Linked DNA regions of Ovis aries: region 1 is linked to region 2. A link is a contact called in public Hi-C data. All regions are on one chromosome and are shown on one strand. Each heading gives the region's core, a stretch centred on a gene start, on an enhancer-like site or on the middle of the called end of the contact. The rest is flanking DNA. Distances are from core to core; before and after follow the strand shown.

Evidence for each region. Hi-C and Micro-C count contacts between places; a contact is called where the count stands out from the background.
Region 1: a Hi-C map of liver shows a contact between it and region 2, with 1.9 times the contacts expected there. The contact joins the enhancer-like site here to the promoter of DUSP4 in region 2. A contact is called at or near these places in 2 of 16 Hi-C or Micro-C datasets (liver and tail adipose tissue).

The regions. Positions count from the first base shown.
Region 1 is chr26:24,941,783-24,947,365 of ARS-UI_Ramb_v3.0, reverse strand. No RefSeq gene overlaps it. Among named protein-coding and RNA genes, the nearest start is that of TRNAE-UUC, 33 kb to the right of the region's middle. Within about 2 kb of position 3,250, at least 3 of the 54 cell types and tissues checked have an H3K27ac peak or open chromatin away from gene starts, as enhancers often do. A contact at or near this core is called in liver, where this site is marked.
Region 2 is chr26:24,835,766-24,841,332 of ARS-UI_Ramb_v3.0, reverse strand. It overlaps DUSP4 (dual specificity phosphatase 4), which reads left to right and starts at 2,016. Exons shown (of 4, transcript XM_004021751.5): 1 at 2,016-2,875. The coding sequence starts at 2,443. It overlaps LOC121818096 (a long non-coding RNA gene), which reads right to left and starts at 4,812. Exons shown (of 2, transcript XR_006058205.2): 1 at 1,201-4,812; 2 at 1-818.

The DNA of each region.
Region 1 (5,583 bases), core at 2,001-4,500, 100 kb before region 2:
AAAAAAATGTTTCTCAAAAAACAAAAACTGAAAGAATGTTTTGCTAGCTGTCTTAATTAAAACAAAATGACACAAAGCAGTAACATGAATCCACAAGAAGATATGAAGAACCCCGGAAATAGTGAATATGTAGGTGAACATAAATATAATGAATGTTAAAAGAGGGGGTTTTTTATTTAAAAAATGAGATTGCATAGAGTGATAACTATAACACTCTATTGATGGATTTATTGTAAACATACAACATGTGACAATAATAGCACAATGTGCGGAAGGGAGATACTAAACAAAGTTACTCTATTTTACCAAAATTATGTCAAAAATAGCCTGAAGTAGTTAGTACTGAGTTAAGATGTACGAGCAATCACTGGGAAAATAATCCTTTAAAAATATCTGCAAAATTGACTGAAGAACCAAAATGGTGCACTAAAAAAATGTTTAACATGAAACAAGACAACAAAAGAAGTACAAAAGATTAACTATGAAGTGAGTTCACGTATGTAAAGCTCTTAGACATGCTGGCAGATGGGACATGCTACACAAGGGTCATCATCATCGTCTTTGTTATGGCTGCTGTCATTCAGCTCTGGGAGAATAAAGAGCTAAAAACGCTGGGCTGGAAAAAGCACAAGCTGGAATCAAGATTGCCAAGAGAAATATCAATATCCTCAGATATGCAGATGACACCACCTTTATGGCAGAAAGTGAAGAGGAACTAAAAAGCCTCTTGATGAAAGTGAAAGAGGAGAGTGAAAAAGTTGGCTTAAAGCTCAACATTCAGAAAACTAAGATCATGGCATCTGGTCCCATTACTTCATGGGAAATAGATGGGGAAGCAGTGGAAACAATGACAGACTTTATTTTGGGGGCTCCAAAATCACTGCAGATGGTGACTGCAGCCATGAAATTAAAAGACGCTTACTCCTTTGAAGGAAAGTTATGGCCAACCTAGATAGCCTGTTAAAAAGCAGAGACATTACTTTGCTAACAAAGGTCCATCTAGTCAAGGCTATGGTTTTTCCTGTGGTCATGTATGGATGTGAGAGTTGGACTGTGAAGAAAGCCGAGTGCCGAAGAATTGATGCTTTTGAACTGTGGTGTTGGAGAAGACTCTTGAGATTCCTTTGGACTGCAAGGAGATCCAACCAGTCCATTCTAAAGGCGATCAGTCCTGGGTGTTCTTTGGAAGGACTGATGCTAAAGCTGAAACTCTAGTACTTTGGCCACCTCATGTGAAGAGTTGACTCATTGGAAAAGACCCTGATGCTGAGAGGGATTGGGGGCAGGAGGAGAAGGGGATGACAGAGGATGAGATGGCTGGATGGCATCACCGACCTGATGGACATGAGTTTGAGTAGATTCCAGGAGTTGGTGATGGACAGGGAGGCCTGGTGTGCTGCAATTCATGGGGTCGCAAAGAGTCAGACACGACTGAACAACTGAACTGAGGAGGCTTTACTGATAGCTCAGCAGGTAAAAATGCAGGAGACACAGAATAAGACAGTTCGATTCCTGGGTTGGGAAGATCCCCTGGAGGAGGGCATGGCAACCCACTCCAGTGTTCTTGCCTGGGAAATCCCATGGACAGAGGAGCCTGACAGGCTACAGTCCATGGGGTCACAAACAGTCGGAAAACACTGAGCAACTAATACACACAGGAGGCTCTAAGGGTAGTAAATCACCAGGTGTGGAAAGCTGGAAGGGACTAGCAAGCGTCTAAAGAAAATAGTGTTGCTATAAAAACAAAGGCTCTCTGACAACCTCAGAATTCTTACGAAAATGGAGTAATTGCTGGGAGATAGGAGAAAATGACAATGGCAGGGCAGCTGACCTAGAATAAACCTCAAGGTCATGGACCAGGAAGATGCTTTGAAGTTTTAGCCCAGAGGAAGGACTCACTTAAGGGTGCCAGACTCAGAAAGGGTTTTTCTAAAGTTGCTTGAGTGAAAAGAACCAACTGAAGCTTGAGGCTGATGATGTCAAGTTAAGGAATAGCAAGAAAAGAAGTCCAACCATTTCTTGTTTGTTTCTGTCTTCCAAAGAAAGGAAAACTTACAAGTTTGACTTTCCACTAAAAACTTTTCCCATCAGTTCACTGAATCTTAAAACCCAGGAAGAAACCAACATCTTCCACTGAACAGATGGAAAAACCGAGCTGACAAAAGGAGTTCTTGCCTGGGGACACACAGCAATTAAGTGGTAAGTCAAGATTTAAGAGCTATCTTTCTCTTCTGTGGGGCCTTCCCTGATAGCTCAGTTGGTAAAGAATCTGCCTGTAATGCAGGACACTCTGGCTCAATTCCTGGGTCGGGAAGATCTGCCAGAGAAGGGATAAGCTGCCCACTTCAGTATTCTTGGGCTTCCCTTGTGGTTCAGCTGGTAAAGAGTAACCCTGCAAAGCTGGAGACCTGGGTTCAATTCCTGGGTTGGGAAGATCCCCTGGAGAAGGGAAAGGCTACCTACTCCAGTATTTTGACCTGGAGAATTCCATTGACTGAATAGTCCATGGGGTCTCAAAGAGTTGGACATGACTGAGTGACTTTCACTTTCTCTTCTGGACAAAGCTACTGTCCCGGTCAAATGGGAGATCTTTCATCTAAAACTGGAAATATCTAGAGACAACAAAGTGAATGGATGAGCTATAAGGGAGGACTAGGTTGCCCTGCCTGAGTCCAGCCCCTGACCCCAGGGAGGTCTACTGCAAGTCCAGAGGGAACCAATGTATTAGATTCCTGTGGCTGCTGTAACAAAGTGCCACCAACAGGGTGGCTTTAAACAACAAAATCTTATTCTCTCACCCCAGTCCAGTATGCCTTTGTCTCAACTAATGACACTTTCCAAAACCTTATTTCCATGTATTGTCACATTCTTAAGTTCTGGGTGGGCATAAATGGGGGGACACATCATTCAATCCAGTAGAGGTTTCACCTGCAGGCAAATACAGACGGAGTCACACTGACCGAATGAGAAAGCCAGAGGGAGGGAGCAGTGTGAGGAAAGCTCAAGGCTGGAGCCAGGGGAGGGTGAAGACAGTCCAGCCACAAGGAGGAAAAATGGAACAAGAGGAGAGAGGGTCACGGAAGCCAAAGTCCTGTGGGGTTTCCAAAGAAAGGAGGTGGCGAATGTTGCAGAAAAGCCAAGCAATTACCCAAGCATGCGCCACTGGATTTGGCAATGAACACTCACGAATGACCTTCACTGCCTGGTTTCAGTGAAGCAATGGGAGCAGAGGCCTGATTGCAACAGTTAAGACGGGGGTGAGGGGTGGGAGCAAAACTGCTCCATGGTATGCCTCCGTGATGGAGGCTAAGGTCGGTAATAGCTAACAGGGCTTCCACATCAGGGGAGACTTTTTGTTTATTTAATTTTTCTTTCTTTCTTTCTTCCTGGCTGCACCACAAGTCTTACAGGATCTTAGCTCTCCGACCAGTGCCTCCTACAGTGGAAACACAGAGTCTTAACCACTGGACTGCCAGGGAAGTTCTACTTATTGTTTTGAAGGTGAGATACATTTAACCACATTGTAATAGGCTGGCATCAATCAGTATAGATTTTACTGTTTTCATATCTAGATGAAGGATGACACAGGAAACCTGAGTTGCTCACCGGGGCTAAGAATTAGAGCAATTTAAGAAATAAGCCTGCAATGAAAAAGACGGGCAGCAAATCCCTTGAGACGAAAATTAAGAAGAAAGGTTGAGTCCAGTTTAAAGAGTGAGAGTTGTTGTAGGAGTTTAAGTTGATGAGTAGAGTCATGATAATACCAGTGATGGTAGTGTCACTAACACTCACTGCAATGAAGGGTCAGAGCAAGTGCTGAAGCAAGCGAGAGGGGAAGCCAGCCAAGCTCACCTGCAGCCCTGTAGAAGGCCCTGCTGGGGTTGGGGATCACGAGTTTGCCATCAGAGCCACCTGTACGTTCTCCAGTTGTGCTGCTGCTGGAAGGAATGGTTCTAAAGCCCAGCGTTTGCCCCCAAAACCGCCACACGAGTACAAGCTGGTTCATGTATGATTTTAGCAGCAGCATGTGCAAAATGGATTCCTGAGTCCATTAACAGAATGTTTTAACTGAGATTCTGCCTATCTAAATGCATGGTCTGGTCAACATGGCTGAGAGACTTCCCACGTGGTCCAGTGGCTGGGACTCCACGCTCCCAATGCAGGGGGCCCATGTTCGATATCTGGTCAGGGAACTGGATCCCACATGCTGCAACCAGGACCTGGCACAGCCAAATAAATAAATAAGCATTAAAAAAAGAAAAAAGATGGTGCCGAAAGATCATGGTTCATCACATTCCCTCGGCCCCAAACACACACACACACACACACACACGAATGATAGATTATCTGAAGAGAAAACAAGTAAACACAACTGGTATCAGAAACAAACTAAACATCTCCAAGGACCAGAAACCAAAGTGATAGGTGAAACGGGAGCCTTGAGCCTGCTGACTGCCATGGCCTGAATCAAGCATTAGTGGCTGAGGGGTCGGTTGCCTCAAACAACAAGGATTAAATGTGTTTCTGCTGGGGCAGTGGTAAGTGGGCCAGGCTCACTGCTAGATACAACCCATATGAAGTAACTGGAAAATCATGACAGCTGCTCATTGCCTGCGGCTGTGGCTTTATGGAAAATGGTGGCACTAAGGCATGGAAAAAGACTCAGCCCCAAGACCAGGAACTGAATGAACTGCCCACTGCCTGGGACCACTGGACCCAAGACAAAGTCCCAGGGCCAGAGGGAGCTCCCACCCAAATAACTGCTGATGCAGGCATGGTCCCGAGTGGAGGCATCTCAGACTTGCTGAACAGAGATGAATGGGGGGCATTGGGGAGAAGCTGGCTTGCTTGAGCAACAGTAAGCGGCCAGAGTAGGAGTGACCGAGAAAATTGGGGGACAGTGGTAGAAAATGAGATTGGAGAGCAGCTAGGGTCATATCCTGTGGGGCCCAGTAGACAGTGGCATTTAAATATAGCGTAGATGGTGCACGTGGAGCTGAACTGTAGAAAAATCAGACTGTGCCATTCATTTCCCTGTTTTGCTCTCAGATCTTCTGAATATTCTCCATCTTTCTCTGCTGTGGTCTCCAGTCACAGGAAAAGGCATTTCTCAAATTCTCTTGCTGACTTCAGGTCATTTTCAGAAATGGGAGGCACTGGCCAAAAAACAGGAGGGTGGAAGAGAGGGGAAAGCCAAGGTATTTCTGCTCTTCACTCTCTGCTCTTGGGAGCATCTCCTTCAATAACTACTTCTTCTCTAGCACCCTCTTGACAGCCCCTATTTCCATCCTCCCAGCTCCTACGAGGGAGGCAGTGCCAGCTTCTTCTGATGGTCCTGGCTCCTGGGTCCAGCAGCCCATGGGTGGTAGCAGATTCCTGCAATGGTTCTTGCCTTGAGCTGCCTCTTTAGCCCATGTTTGACTTTGGTTCTCCCACCACCTGTATACTCAGTCCCCCTTCTAAGATTCCTTCTGTTGAAAATCATTAACAACGACTCTTTTTCCTGACTGGCCCTTGGCTGATAAGGTGACAGAGTGGGGAAACCAGCAAGCGGGAATTAGAATGAATTAGAACATTCTTTGC
Region 2 (5,567 bases), core at 767-3,266:
AAGAGCGTCCCGGGAAAGCCGGGGAAGGTGGGCGCGCTGGGGGCTCCTTGGAAAGGGCGCGCTCCTGGTGTGCCAGGGAGAGCGAGTCTTTACACAGAGCCTCACGACCACCTCAGCACGCGAAAAACCGGACAAAAGCCTTGGAAGGGACTACAGTCTCCTTCCCAGCGGAGAAGCCAAGCAGCAAACGTTTGACCGGTGACCTCCCCTCCGGAGCGCCCCGCGGCCTCACTGGGTCCTCAGTGGTGGCCGCTCCTCCTGTGCCAAATGTCAAGGGGAACCCGAAACTGAGTAGTCAAAATAAAGTAGTGGCTTAAACAATTAAAATCAGTGCCGCCTCCCCCCAAGTCCACGATGAATAAAATAGTAAATTCTAAATAGAGACAGGATCAGTACATCGCAGAGCTCTTTTGGCGCACTCGGCTTAGGCCTGGGGTCCGGGAGCCCTGACGCAGCGGGAGGGTATCGAGGCTGTAGATTTCCGAGGTGGAGGCCGCCGCCGAAGCCGGGCTGGGGAGAGAAGGGGTGGCCCCGGGGGCCCGGAGTCGACTGCCCCGGAGAGCCGCTCCGCGGGGAACAAAGGCGGAGCGGAAGGCCGAGTCGGGGGAGGGAGCGGGTTCACCGACCCTTGTCGCCTCCGCCAGCCGGGAGCAGAAGACTCGACCCCACAGCCACCGGGCCTCCAGCGAGACTCGTAATTCCCTGCTCGGTGGTTAATTCCTCACTAACAAGACTTGGCAAGATGTCGGACGCATCATTTTTGGCTTCTGTCGTGTCCCCCACCGCTGCGCGCACGCATCTCCTGCCAAAAGTGGCCTCTGGGAAATTAAATGCATAAGTAAAAGCGGGGTCGGGGAAAATGAGACCGGACCGGGAAAGACGGACGCAAAGAAACCCGAATCGGCCCTGGGATGTATTAAATTCTTTACGCGTCAATTTCTCTGGGTCTAGTTTCGCACCAAATGTGGACCCTAATTGTCATTTCCTGAGAGACAATTCACACGAGTACCAGAGGCGTGAGGACTTTTCCAAAAGCCGAAAATGTCTGTCCCCCACCCCCTATCAGGGTTAAATAAACATCTTTAGGAAGCGTGGAAGGGAGTGGCACTCCGCCTTCCTCCTTGGGAACAACATTCCGGATCCAATTAATGTCTCCCTCTGGGTCATAAAGCAACAAACTCAACACTTCACTCCTATTACCGGGCTTCGGGGAGCGAGGGCTTTCTCTTTCATCTTCTGGATTCGGGTTTGCCCACGTTCCTCGGGAAGCTATAAAACTGATTTAATACCTTAAGATGAAAATCGATCAGGCTAAGGCAGAAGCTAAAGTCTGAGGATCTGCAATTGGAAAAAAAAAAAAAGCCAAAAACGCCTGGCGGGCTGAATGCGCTCCCTAAGGCTGGGGCGAGGAGGGCCTGGCTGGGCCGGCTGCGATGCGGCATTTCCTAGTCCCCTTGGGTACTAGGGGGCCACCTGCGAGGCGGGCAAGCGGGAAGCGCGGAGGTAAACCGGCATGAAAGCTCAAAACCGAGTCCGGCCCTCCGCTAGGCCAGCTTCTCGGCTGGCGATTTTTTCCCGCGGATCATCGCCGCCACCACCGAGGCGGGGGTGCAGTGGCTGCAAGGCAACTCGGGTCGGGCTGGACGCGCGCGGAGGCAGGGGAGAGGCGCCGCCACGCTCCATTCACAAAGTCCCGGCGCAGCCGCTCGCCAGCGGGTCGGAGGCCTCCTCCCTCTTCCTCTAGGTCTCGGTTTTATGAATGGGCCTGGCGGCGACCGCCGCGCGCCCTGTTTACTCCGCTCTTTGTGACGTCGCGTCCCCGTGACCAGGAGCGAGCGGCCGGCACTCCATTCACTCGCTGGGGCGCGCGGAGGAGGTGGGGCCGGAGGGGCGGGGGAAGCCGCCAGGGGGCGGGGCGCGGGCGCGGGGGGGCGGGGCAGGGCTCGCGGCCGAGAATGGAAAGAGGCGGAGCCTCGCGAGGTAGTAATGCATCTGCCCCCTCCCGCGGGAGAGCCGAGGAACATTAATAAATCTATACGCCGAGGAGAGGAAACTCTGGCTGGGGCAGAGCGCGGAGCTCCGGCAGTTCGTGGGGGAACCGCGGCCGGAACGGCAGCGCAACGGGCAAAATACAATAGAGGCGACAACAGGAGGGAGCCCTCGTACCTCTCCCGTAAACACTACTCCAGTGCCACCTCCCCCTTGGCATCGTGCTGCCCGGCGCCCGAGGCCGCCCGGACTGCTATGTAACTGAGAAGCTGCGCGAGAAAGGGGAAGCCGGGAGAAGAGGTTCGCCAGTGAGAGCCCCTAGGGGCCAAGTTTGAGGCCGCTTCTGCCCGCGCGCGCCCTTTCGTAGCCCCCCGCTCACCCCTTCCTGGAGCCCAGCTCGCCCGGGCGTCCTTCGCCTCCTCGCGTGTCCAACAGACGCGGTTCCCGGCGACCATGGTGACCGTGGACGAGCTGCGGGAGATGGACTGCAGCGTGCTCAAAAGGCTGATGAACCGGGACGAGAACGGCGGCGGCGCGGGCGGCAGCGGCAGCCACGGCGCCCTGGGGCTGCTGAGCGGCGGCAAGTGCCTGCTGCTGGACTGCAGACCGTTCCTGGCGCACAGCGCGGGCTACATCCGAGGCTCGGTCAACGTGCGCTGCAACACCATTGTGCGGCGGCGGGCTAAGGGCTCCGTGAGCCTGGAGCAGATCCTGCCCGCCGAGGAGGAGGTGCGCGCCCGCCTGCGCTCCGGCCTCTACTCCGCCGTCATCGTCTACGACGAGCGCAGCCCGCGCGCCGAGAGCCTCCGCGAGGACAGCACCGTGTCGCTGGTGGTGCAGGCGCTGCGTCGCAACGCCGAGCGCACCGACATCTGCCTACTGAAAGGTAAACGCGGGCGCTGGGCGCGAGCTGGAGGGTCGGTGCGGCGGGGCTGGGCGGCCTGCGCGTTAGTGGGCAGGAGAAGAGGTGCCTGGGGTGGGGGGGGACTCGTGGCTGCGGGATGCCCCCCAAACGCTTTGTGCGTGTTGGTGTGCGCGCTGGTGTGCAAGGGTTCTGTGCGTTTGTGTGCAAGCGCGAGCTCCTGAAGTCCTCAGAGATGGTGAGGGCTCAGTCACCTGCAATTCCGGACCCTTCCCGGCGATTCTGCATTTGTTTACATCCACTAACGGTCTGGCCTTGCGGGAGAAGCGACTCAGCAGCTTTTCCACCTTCGAGTCCAGGGAAGTGCTCTCAAGTGCCACTACGCGGGCGGTGGGGGATAGGTTAGGCCTGTTGGTTTGGCATGGCCGGGTCCCGCACCGAATCCGATTACGAGATTCCGAGACGTGGGGAAGAGAGGGAAGCGGCGGGGTGAGCGCTGGGGTGTGATCGGTTCTGCGGCTCCTGCTGGAAACCAACCGTTCATAAATGCAAAATCGAGGATCAGCTTGCGGGGTTGGTGTGGAGCAAATCCATATCTCCTCTCCTGCCGCCCAATTCCGAGCTCCACCAGGAAGGGTGGCCAAACCCTCCTGCCTCGGGCTGAGACGGAGGCGGGAGGCCCGAGTATTTGCGGGTGTCGCCAAGCGGGATGGGGCCTCTTAAATGAAGGTAGCTGAGAAGTAACGATCTTTTGTTCAGACTCAAGACTGTCAGATGGCGGCGCGTGCTAAGTGCGAAACTCTAGGGAAGGGGCGATCTTATCAAATCTGCAAGTCGAAAACTCCAAAAGGGCCGAAGGCTACCCAAGCACCTGGAAGGACCCGGGCGCAGGCCGCACCTGCCCGGCCAGGCCGGGAGCGGGCGAGTCGCTGGGGCCCTGCGGCGCTGCGCCCCTTCCACCCGCGCCGCATTCCGTGCATTCCTTAGCCCGCTGCGGGTTCTGGCCGCCCCAGGACCCGAGGGAGGCGTTTCGTACCCCCGCCATCAAAGGGCCGCCCCTTTCCCTGCCGGCGTCCCCAGCCCCCTCCCTCCTGCCCTTCCTCTCCGGACCCGCTCACCAGAGAGGAAGGGAGATGGGGCGGGAGGTGCGGCGGCGGAAACCTCTCCCCACTGCCCCTTCCAAAAGGCACGACCACACCGCTCGGTGCCGGCGGGTCGGGCTGGCCCCTGTGAACAGCGGGGGGCTTTGTTCTCGGCAGTTGTTTCCTGGCCATTTGACCTGTCAGCTGCTGGGGAAATGCTGCTGTTGACCTTTGGTTGAACCACTAAGGCGATTTTGCTGATTTTTCTTTCTTCGCGAGGGCGGCCTCTGGCACCTCTGATTGGGCCCAGCGCTCCTCCCTTCTCCTCCCAGCGCTTTAAGGGAAAGTGCCAGGAAGGGCCTTGCACCGGAAGGACCAGGCGCTAAGCGAGGCAACCTGGGCTCAGGGGCCTAGGGGCCCCGGGCGCCGAGGTGTGCCGGGATCCCGGCGGCCCCGGAACGGGTGGAGCGCGGGGATGGGGTCCCCGCGGTTGAGCACGCCGCTCGTCCTCCTTTGCGTGGTGCTGGCGCACGTAAGGACAGTGACAGAAATTTCTCTAGGACGAAAACCCCTTTGAGTGGCAAGGGCTGGCCGCGGTGTTCTCCGAGCTGTGCTCACCTCGGTCACTCTGGATTTGGACCCCGATCGCACGCCTGCCTACTCGGCCTCGGAACCTGGGACCCTTCTCTAGGCAGAGCGGACGCACGTGGCGTCTGGGTTCGTTTTGTTTTCTTTTTTCCCTGAAAGAAATCCAGAGAGGACCGCCCTAGGGTTTCCGGGCGCGCACTGAGGCCCGGCTCCCGGCGAGAGAAGCAGATTTTTAAGGTTCCCTTCTCGGGCTCACGGCACCTGCCTGGTTCCCCCGAATCCCGCCGGGAGAGCCCGTAGCCAGATATGTACCGAGAGCCGCCCCGCGGGCCGGCCGCCGGGCGCGAGGCAAATAGGGTCGGCAGTCCCCTGGCGGTTGGCGAGGTGCCTGGCCGAAGGAAAAGGAGTGCTTTAAGGGCTCTTTCCTCCCGAGGCCTGCACTGCCTCCTGTTGTCTGACCCGGCGTGCGCAGGGGCGGACCGCTCGCTGCCTCTCCAAGACCGCAACCTCTGAGCTGGGGAGGGCATGGCCTGGGCTTGGGGTCCAACTTTTCTTTACAGGCCCTCCCGGGAGGGGCCAGGAGAGGTTCAGCTGGGTCTTTCTAAGCAAAGGGAGCCTGCCTTTGGACGCAACCGCCGCCTAAAGAGGGAGGGTATCTCCTTCCAGCTTGTTCTGCAGTGGTGATAGAACATCTTTGAGGTTAACTGGTTCAAATACTATTCAGCTCAGCTTATTTTCATTTAGGTGCTAAACAGAGGCGGTCTTCACACAGTTCCTCTTCCTTCTCCTAGCCTTCCCCTGCAAAGGAATCCCCCAGTGAGGGCAGAAGGAAATAGGCTCCCTTGGCGCTGCGGGGAGATGCGCTTGGGGGCAGACAGTGCAAACACCAGCGGAACAGCAGGAAACGTGGGTTCCTCGCAGGAGGCCCTGGGGGCAGGAAACTAAAGGGAAACGGGAGGAGACAAGCCCCTTAGATTTATCTTTAGTAAATACCTGAATTGATTAGGTGTTGGGTAATTTGGATGATTCTCCTCCCTCCCCAATTT